2 separate regions of the Acanthopagrus latus genome follow, and region 2 is linked to region 1. A link is a contact called in public Hi-C data. All regions are on one chromosome and are shown on one strand. The core of a region is the stretch at or near the end of the contact, and the rest is flanking DNA. Distances in the headings are between cores, read along the strand shown. Region 1 holds the start of slc2a9l2 (solute carrier family 2, facilitated glucose transporter member 9). Region 2 holds the start of drd5a (D(1B) dopamine receptor).

Region 1 (3,808 bases), core at 1,140-3,639:
TCCGCTGCATTCCTTGAGCTCGGGTAAGCATGAGCAACACGCCTTCATCCACACATTTGGACAAAGTCCGGAAAAGGTCCCAGGTCAGATGGAGTAACAACGGAACGGGGCTGTACTCTACCAGCTGCCAAGGTAACACACACCCAGCTCAGATTCACCCAAAGAAACACAGAGCACCGACTGCTAATCTCCTGATATTCGGAGGGACAGCGCCATGCCAGACACAGAGGAAGAGGTTCCCACTACCACTGGAGCCATTGCAGAAACACTACAGCTTGTGAGATAATGGTGTCACAAGAGCTTCAGTCTTCAATCCAAAAAAAAAAACTTACCTCGGGCTTTTTCTCCCATCAATGGCTGCTTTATTCTCCCTTGGCCTCACATTGACTATATTGTTGAAACTACTGCCAGGCAACTATCTATATTACTCTAACATGAGCCTTGTTTCTTCCATGTGTAAACTGCACAAGGGCGGACCCACAGCATCATAGATACCAGGCAAAAACATGACATAGTTTTAGTTTCATAGCTGCAGCACAGGGCTGGAGGACTGGGCAACTGAGGCCATGCATGGTGCACTTTGTGAACCGTGAACTGCCATGTGGGGAAGAGATATGAGCAATAAAGAAACTCGGTCAGTAAGATGAACACCCCCTCTGGGACACCTTTTCCCAACCCTGGAGTCTAGGTAACAGTGGTATTAGGTTTCCAAGGGTGCAGATAGACATCCAGTCAGTGGGGGAAAAGAAGCAGCAGGCAAACTGTGCAAAACAGTCGAGGTGACAAAAAAAAAGTCTTTCAGTGTAGAGTTACATCTGGATTTTAACCATGCACTGAGAACAAGTCGATGATAAATGAATAAATAAAGTTTGCTGTTTGTCTAACACATTTCCAAGAGTTTCTACTATCTATGTCTGCAACGTGGTCTGTTCCAGACTACATTAAGACAGTCACAAGTATTGCATCCTCTCACACAGTGTGCACAGTGTACACCGATAAACATTATGTTTTATTATCTGCAGCATTAAAGTTTACTGCCATATCACAACACCACCCACTCCACTGTATATTAAGCAGGGTTGGGTTATACCTGATAAGATGCGATCAGGATTACATGATAATGATTGATTAATAATATGTATCAATGTATAAATGGTAAATGCATATTTATTTCACTGTAAACAAGCAATGAAATGCTTTATAAACCAGTTGTTAGGTGCTTTATAATAAACAATCACTTGACGCTAATAATACTTTGTAAATGGTTCATAAATACTGTGTAGTTCTTCTATAAACATTATTTACTTAATGACATTTTTGTAATTTTTTTTAATTGCCTTATTTATACATGTTGCAGAATACACACAGTACGCCTGCAGTTTGTGAGTAATACAGCACAGTACGCTGAACGTGCAAAACCCATTTTGTTTGCATTGAAAAGGTTCTGAAAGATTATTCAAAAGTAAAAAAAAAAAAAAAAAGTGTTGTTTCAGTGTTTGAATAATCCAAAATTATGGATTGTGAAAATCAGCATGTAGTTTGCATTCTCTGTTTCAAAGTTACCTGATCCAACCCTGTCATGTTTTACTGCTGCAGTCCATCGCCCTTCAAACTGCAGTCAGCAGCTGTGTTAAACATTGACTTTCTCAGGCTTTCCCTTTCTCTGTATCATCCAGTCACCACAGACGACTGTCAGTGCTGTTGCAACTCTCTACGAACCTATGCTGAAAATGGGAAATGAAAGGGCTCCCAAATATGAACTTGATAGCAGAGACATCCCTTCTATAAAAATCAATTTGAGATTTAAAAAAAAAAAATAACAACAACAACAACTCACCGACCACAGTCAAGACTCTCGCCACATCCAAAATTGCAAATTGAACCAAAAGTGCAGCCGGGCACGTAATTGAAAAAGACACCATGATCACATGAGAACTAGCTGGCTAATTTAATTTACTGGAACTGGACATGAACCTATGGTGGTTGGATCCACAGCGAGTGCTGCAGGAGGCAACACTTTCATGCCCTGTGTTCAGACGATGTGGTCTAATAAACACTGTTCAATAACATGCTCACGAGGATGATTTTCTGACTGCAGTTTTTAAAAAGCTGACATTACTGAAGGTTTCCATCTCGCAGTGACTGCATCAAGCCTAACATCAAGTCAACTGCCTCTCTTACAACACATTTACATGACAGAACCACATGAATGCGTATGATCCTCTTACCCTTTTATCTCCTCGACAGGTTGCTCTGACGTTACTTATTCCATCATATGGTGTGTCAGGCAAATTGTTCACTTTTCTGCTGCTTCTTCCGATAGAAGCGCTGACGGAAACATGTTGCCATACTGCATATCCAGTGACCGTTTCACCCTCTTACCTGCGGTGCGTGCGGAGAGAGGGGTAACTCTGGTTAACCATTATCAGTTTCAGCAGACTGTGTCCGTAAACAGTGGAAGAAATGCAACTCCTCTATTTTTTCTTCTACCAAAATATTTTACTGACCTCCCTCTTCTCTGAAGCAGCAGGACTGCAGGAAAAAAAAAACTGGACTTGGACTCTTGTTTTGCCCATTTTCTTGCAAGTGACTCAGACTTAGTCAGTTCTGTCAATGAAGAACCATGGATATTGTAAGTGTGTCTCTTTTCTCTTGTCTGTGTACTTGTCAGCATAAACCTAGTATTTGTTAGGTGTAATGTTGGTAGGTATATATCTAACCACAAAAAACATCAACTGGAAGCCTCTTTTTTTGTGGGATAAATAAAGCCAAGCTTAATCTTCCAGTCTTCCATCAGTATGAGCGTAAGTAGTTGGCTCATCATCACCAGGCTGTAATCACATTTGAGTTTTAAAAAAGGAAAATCAGACAGAATCAAAGGAATCAGGTGAGACTCGTCCCTTCGTGCTGATTATTTAGTGCAGAAAAGGGGAAAATATTCTATCTTTAGAATTTAGTAGAGTCATTGAAATGGCTCGGATGACTCTTAATGTTAGCTCTATCCCATTGTTACTTGGAAACAAGTGTGTTGTGTGAACTTAATTAAATCATATAAATGTTGCATTTACATGGTTGTGTGATAGCCCCTTGGCTGGGAAACGTATTAATGTGACTCCCTATTGGTTTTTACCCTGAACAACTTGTGACCAAGGCAAACATCATTATGTTCCTCCCAAATGTCAAAGATGTCCAGGAAAAGGAAAATGTCCGAAAATCCAGTGGAAGCTGTGTGATGTCATTCATGAGGACAGTCAGCATTTAAATAGCAAACACCCCTGCAGTGACTCTTTTACATGTACTTTTAACTGTGCACCAAATGTATATTTTATACTGCTATGAATGAAATGTAATCAATAAAAGGCATCAATAATTGCTAGATGATTCCAGTCATTTTGTATTTTCAGTGAATTAAACATTGACCCGGCCAAGACTATATACATCTGTTAATTGTGGTATATGATTCCCATTGAATGGATAAGAGTGAATCACTGCACATAAAACATCTGACTTGTTTCTTAAGAGGAAAATCTGGGGGATCCAATGGCCCCAGACCATTAAAGTATTTCTAAGAGTAACATTTTGAATACTTCTCTCATTCAAGTATGCTCTCTATGACTGTTTCCTAAAAATGGAGACAGAAAGAGGGACATTAAAAGCTCCATCACAGTGAAGTCTTGGAAAGTGTTAAGAAGCTCTCTCATCCTTTCACCACTACTGATAATCACCGACGGTTCAATCCATCCTGAACGCGATGAAATTCATTCTCACTGGACAACCTGCACATAGATCTGTGACAAATCTGCATGAA
Region 2 (4,043 bases), core at 1,168-3,667, 160 kb before region 1:
GTGACATTAACATGAATAGCAGATTATCTACTTGTACTGTACAAATCAATGTATATCTTCAGCTAAGCAAGTTCTCAACCTGGTGCTATCCACTGTATGTGTTCTCACTATGTGCCAACGTGTGGTAAAACCCTTGTTTTTGTAGGTGCAAACGGCAATAATATATTATCTCTGTAAATACTGTCATGCTGATCAGAATCATCATTCAGAAACTGTGATATGATTTTGTGTAATTCCACTGAAATGGTGCTCAAATGAAATTATGTGTACAATAGTGATGAATGTATATCTTTCGCCTTATTGAAATAAAGAATAGTTTTCTTTTTGTTTCATACACAAGACGTGTCAAATCTCTAGGGTCAAAAAGGCTGAGACCACAAGTCCAAATTATGTTATCATAATTTTGCTTTTTCAAATAATTGTAATAGCCCACTATTCATTACAAATAATAACAATGAGACAAATAGTGGAGTGGAGTGCCTGCTGTCATTAAAACGCAGGGGAACATAACAAATACCAAGCTCCTGTGAACTCTGGACAGCATGGACATTTTTGACAACCCCCCTCCCCCAAATCTTCTTGTGATATCGCAGAATTTCATGGACAAGATTAAACTTTTCACTCAAACCATCCAGTTTTAATGGTCCCAGCCTTATTTGCTCTCCTGAACACGAGGATCTCTGTGGATTGTTCCTACATTTTTGCTCATTTTCTCAATGGGCTGCAGGTGTAGAAGCTCTTTGCACCACAGGATGGCACCACATGTTTATATTTTTGAGGAGTTTGATTGGACTGTCCGACTATGGGCACCCATAGCTTGGATGGCTGCCCCATCACTTCTTAACAAAGCCTGCTTCTTGCAAAAATGTCCATAAAAGTGAAGACGCAGCTCATTTTTAAGGAGAAGAAATCAAAATATGCTCTCACAAAAACACAACTTTGCCCTTTATGATTGTGGCTGAATTCAAACTAATGATGATCTGGCAACTATTAGTAATATACAAATTGACACAAAATAATGTAACTGAATTCATTTTGTGATTCATCCCCCGTCACTGCAGCTACAATATTCAACATAAACGCATTTAGAGATTAACCTCTGTGGCCATGGTCCCATAGCATAGTAGAACACCGGCATCTGTGGTAACATCTGTCTGAACGTAAAGATTTATATGTGTGAGTCGGACACAGGTTGCTTGCTGACATGACATCCAGGGATTACAGGTCACTCCAGAGAATTTGGCATCGGGCGTAGAGGAGATTATTTTGACGTCACGTCAGAACGATCTGACGGGCGCGCAGACATATCTAAAAATATCCGTGACGTTTCAAAGCCGGAAACGCCGCTGCTGCTGCTGCTGCTGCTGCTGCTCCGCACACGGAGACACAGCAGCGCGCAGAGCCAGTGGCTCTGAACATGCCCGCTGAGAGTGTGAATGAATATGACTCACCTGTTCAGGCAGAGGCGGGTGAGGTGTGACCTCCAGCCGGCGGAGGGCAAAAAAGAAAAAAAAAAAAAACCCTCACAAAACACCAGAATTCCGTGAAAGTCCGAGAAAGGATTTGTTCATGTGTGAACAGACCCGTCGGCTTTTTCCATTGAGCCGCACCGTTGAAATTATTTCACCAGGGTGAAAGTGACTCAATTCACTGATAATTAAACTTAGAACAGAATATGTGTGAGAGAATTTATGTTCTTTGCACTAGAGGGTATTTCAGCCATGGGAGTGTGGTGCTTATACAAGTATGAATAAAATGCGGGTTCATTCATGATTTAGATTAGATTAGATTAGATTAGATAGACAGACAGACAGACAGATAGATAGATAGATAGATAGATAGATAGATAGATAGATAGATAGATAGATAGATAGATAGATAGATAGATAGATAGATAGATAGATAGATAGATAGATAGATAGATAGATAGATAGATAGACTGGTGCTTTGGCGTTACGCTCTGGGTTGTTTGCTCTTTCAGCACCATGGACAGCTCAGCCAGAGCCATTTCTACAGCCTGTGAGAGGCTCGTGTCTCTTCACAACTATTGATTATGAATAATAAGTGGACTGACTCTGGGTGTCTACAGCCTGTCTACAACACACAACACACAGCTGCTTTTGTCGTCACAAACTTGGATCTCCCTACAAATTGTCACTCCTGTCACACACAGACTGACCACAGTTCGCAGACAGCTCTGACTGATTTCGACTTTTTAATCACACACTTCGAAGCCACACGATGAGAGCCCCTCACCTAACGCATTGCACAGTCGTGCGTAACTCCACGCACAGAGGAGGCGTGATGCTGTCTGTGCGCAGACCTGGTTAGGTTAGTGTGTGTTCAGGCTGCAGGGACTCCCTCCTCACCCACGCCGCGCTCAGGATACCTCGGACTGGGGAGATTCACAGAGGCAGCCAGATCAGACGACAGAGCCCGGCCAGACTGCAACATGTGCTCGCCACTGCTCGCTGCGTTTCAGCCCCTCAGCGCACCTGGCACGTCGCTCGGCTCCGTTTTAACGCGCTCGCTTCTCTCTCTCCGTCTGTTTTGCTCTCCACATCATGCTGGCAGCCGAGCGGGTCAATGGGGACCACACGGTGAATGGCTGTTAACTGCGCCCGTCAACGCGCACGGAGCTATGGACTGCAGTTTTACTTGAAGAGAGGCACATGGAGAACCCAGCCAAGTATCTGTCATCGGTGCAGAGGACTGACTCTGTGCCGGCACCCTTGGGAGAGATTATGTGGAACAGCACCGAAACAGAGGCAACAGACGACGGGAGGAAGGATATGGTGGTGCGCACGGTGACGGGCTGTCTGCTGTCCCTGCTCATCCTATGGACCCTGCTGGGGAACATCCTGGTGTGCGCCGCGGTGCTGCGCTTTCGGCACCTGCGGACCAAAGTCACCAACATTTTCATCGTCTCCCTGGCTCTATCGGATTTATTCGTGGCCGTCCTGGTGATGCCCTGGAAAGCTGTGGCAGAGGTGGCGGGGTACTGGCCGTTTGGCACTTTCTGTAACGTGTGGGTCGCTTTCGACATTATGTGCTCCACCGCCTCCATCCTCAACCTCTGCATCATCAGCGTGGATAGATACTGGGCCATCTCGAGCCCCTTCCGCTACGAGAGGAAAATGACCCAGCGTGTTGCCTTTGTTATGATAAGCATCACTTGGACGTTGTCTGTGCTCATTTCATTCATACCGGTCCAGCTCAACTGGCACAAAGCCAGCGCTGACGACGCAGCCGGGGCGCACAACTCCTCCGCGAGTCGGCAGGTGGAGGAAAACTGCGACTCCAGCCTGAGCAGGGAGTATGCGATATCCTCCTCTTTGATAAGTTTCTATATTCCCGTGGCAATTATGATTGTGACTTACACCAGAATATACCGGATTGCACAAATACAAATCAGAAGGATAGCCTCCTTGGAGAGGGCGGCAGAGCACGCGCAAAGTTGCAGGAGCAACAGAATAGAGTGCCAACACCACACCACCTTGAAGACGTCGATCAAGCGGGAAACCAAAGTGTTCAAAACTCTGTCGGTGATTATGGGCGTGTTCGTGTGCTGCTGGCTACCTTTCTTCGTCCTGAACTGCATGGTCCCGTTCTGCGACAGGCCCGCCACTGACCGGGACGCGGGGCTGCCGTGCGTCAGCGAGACCACCTTCGACGTCTTCGTGTGGTTCGGCTGGACCAACTCCTCCCTGAACCCCGTCATTTACGCCTTCAACGCCGAGTTCAGGAAGGCCTTCGCCAGCCTCCTGGGGTGTCGTAACTTCTGCTCCAATACGCCGGTGGAGACGGTGAACATCAGCAACGAGCTGGTCTCATATAATCAAGACACCCTCATCCACAAGGAGATCGTGAACGCCTACGTCAACATGATCCCCAACGTGGTTGAATGTATCGAGCACGAGGAGACTTTTGACAGGATTTCACAGTTTTCTCACAACAACGAGAACCCCACCGACTCGGTTTGCGACCTGGAGGACTGCGAGGCGGACATCAGCCTCGACAGGATGTCCCCGTTCACACCTAAT

The links. Hi-C and Micro-C count contacts between places; a contact is called where the count stands out from the background.
Region 2: a Hi-C map of liver shows a contact between it and region 1, with 2.8 times the contacts expected there. The contact joins the promoter of drd5a here to the promoter of slc2a9l2 in region 1. A contact is called at or near these places in 2 of 4 Hi-C or Micro-C datasets (liver and muscle).

What each region holds. Positions count from the first base shown.
Region 1 is chr6:23,430,273-23,434,080 of fAcaLat1.1, reverse strand. It overlaps slc2a9l2 (solute carrier family 2, facilitated glucose transporter member 9), which reads right to left and starts at 2,389. Exons shown (of 13, transcript XM_037100574.1): 1 at 2,229-2,389.
Region 2 is chr6:23,594,684-23,598,726 of fAcaLat1.1, reverse strand. drd5a (D(1B) dopamine receptor) reads left to right here and starts at 2,417. Exons shown (of 1, transcript XM_037101532.1): 1 at 2,417-4,043. The coding sequence starts at 2,673. otop1 (proton channel OTOP1) reads left to right here. Exons shown (of 6, transcript XM_037101630.1): 6 at 1-393.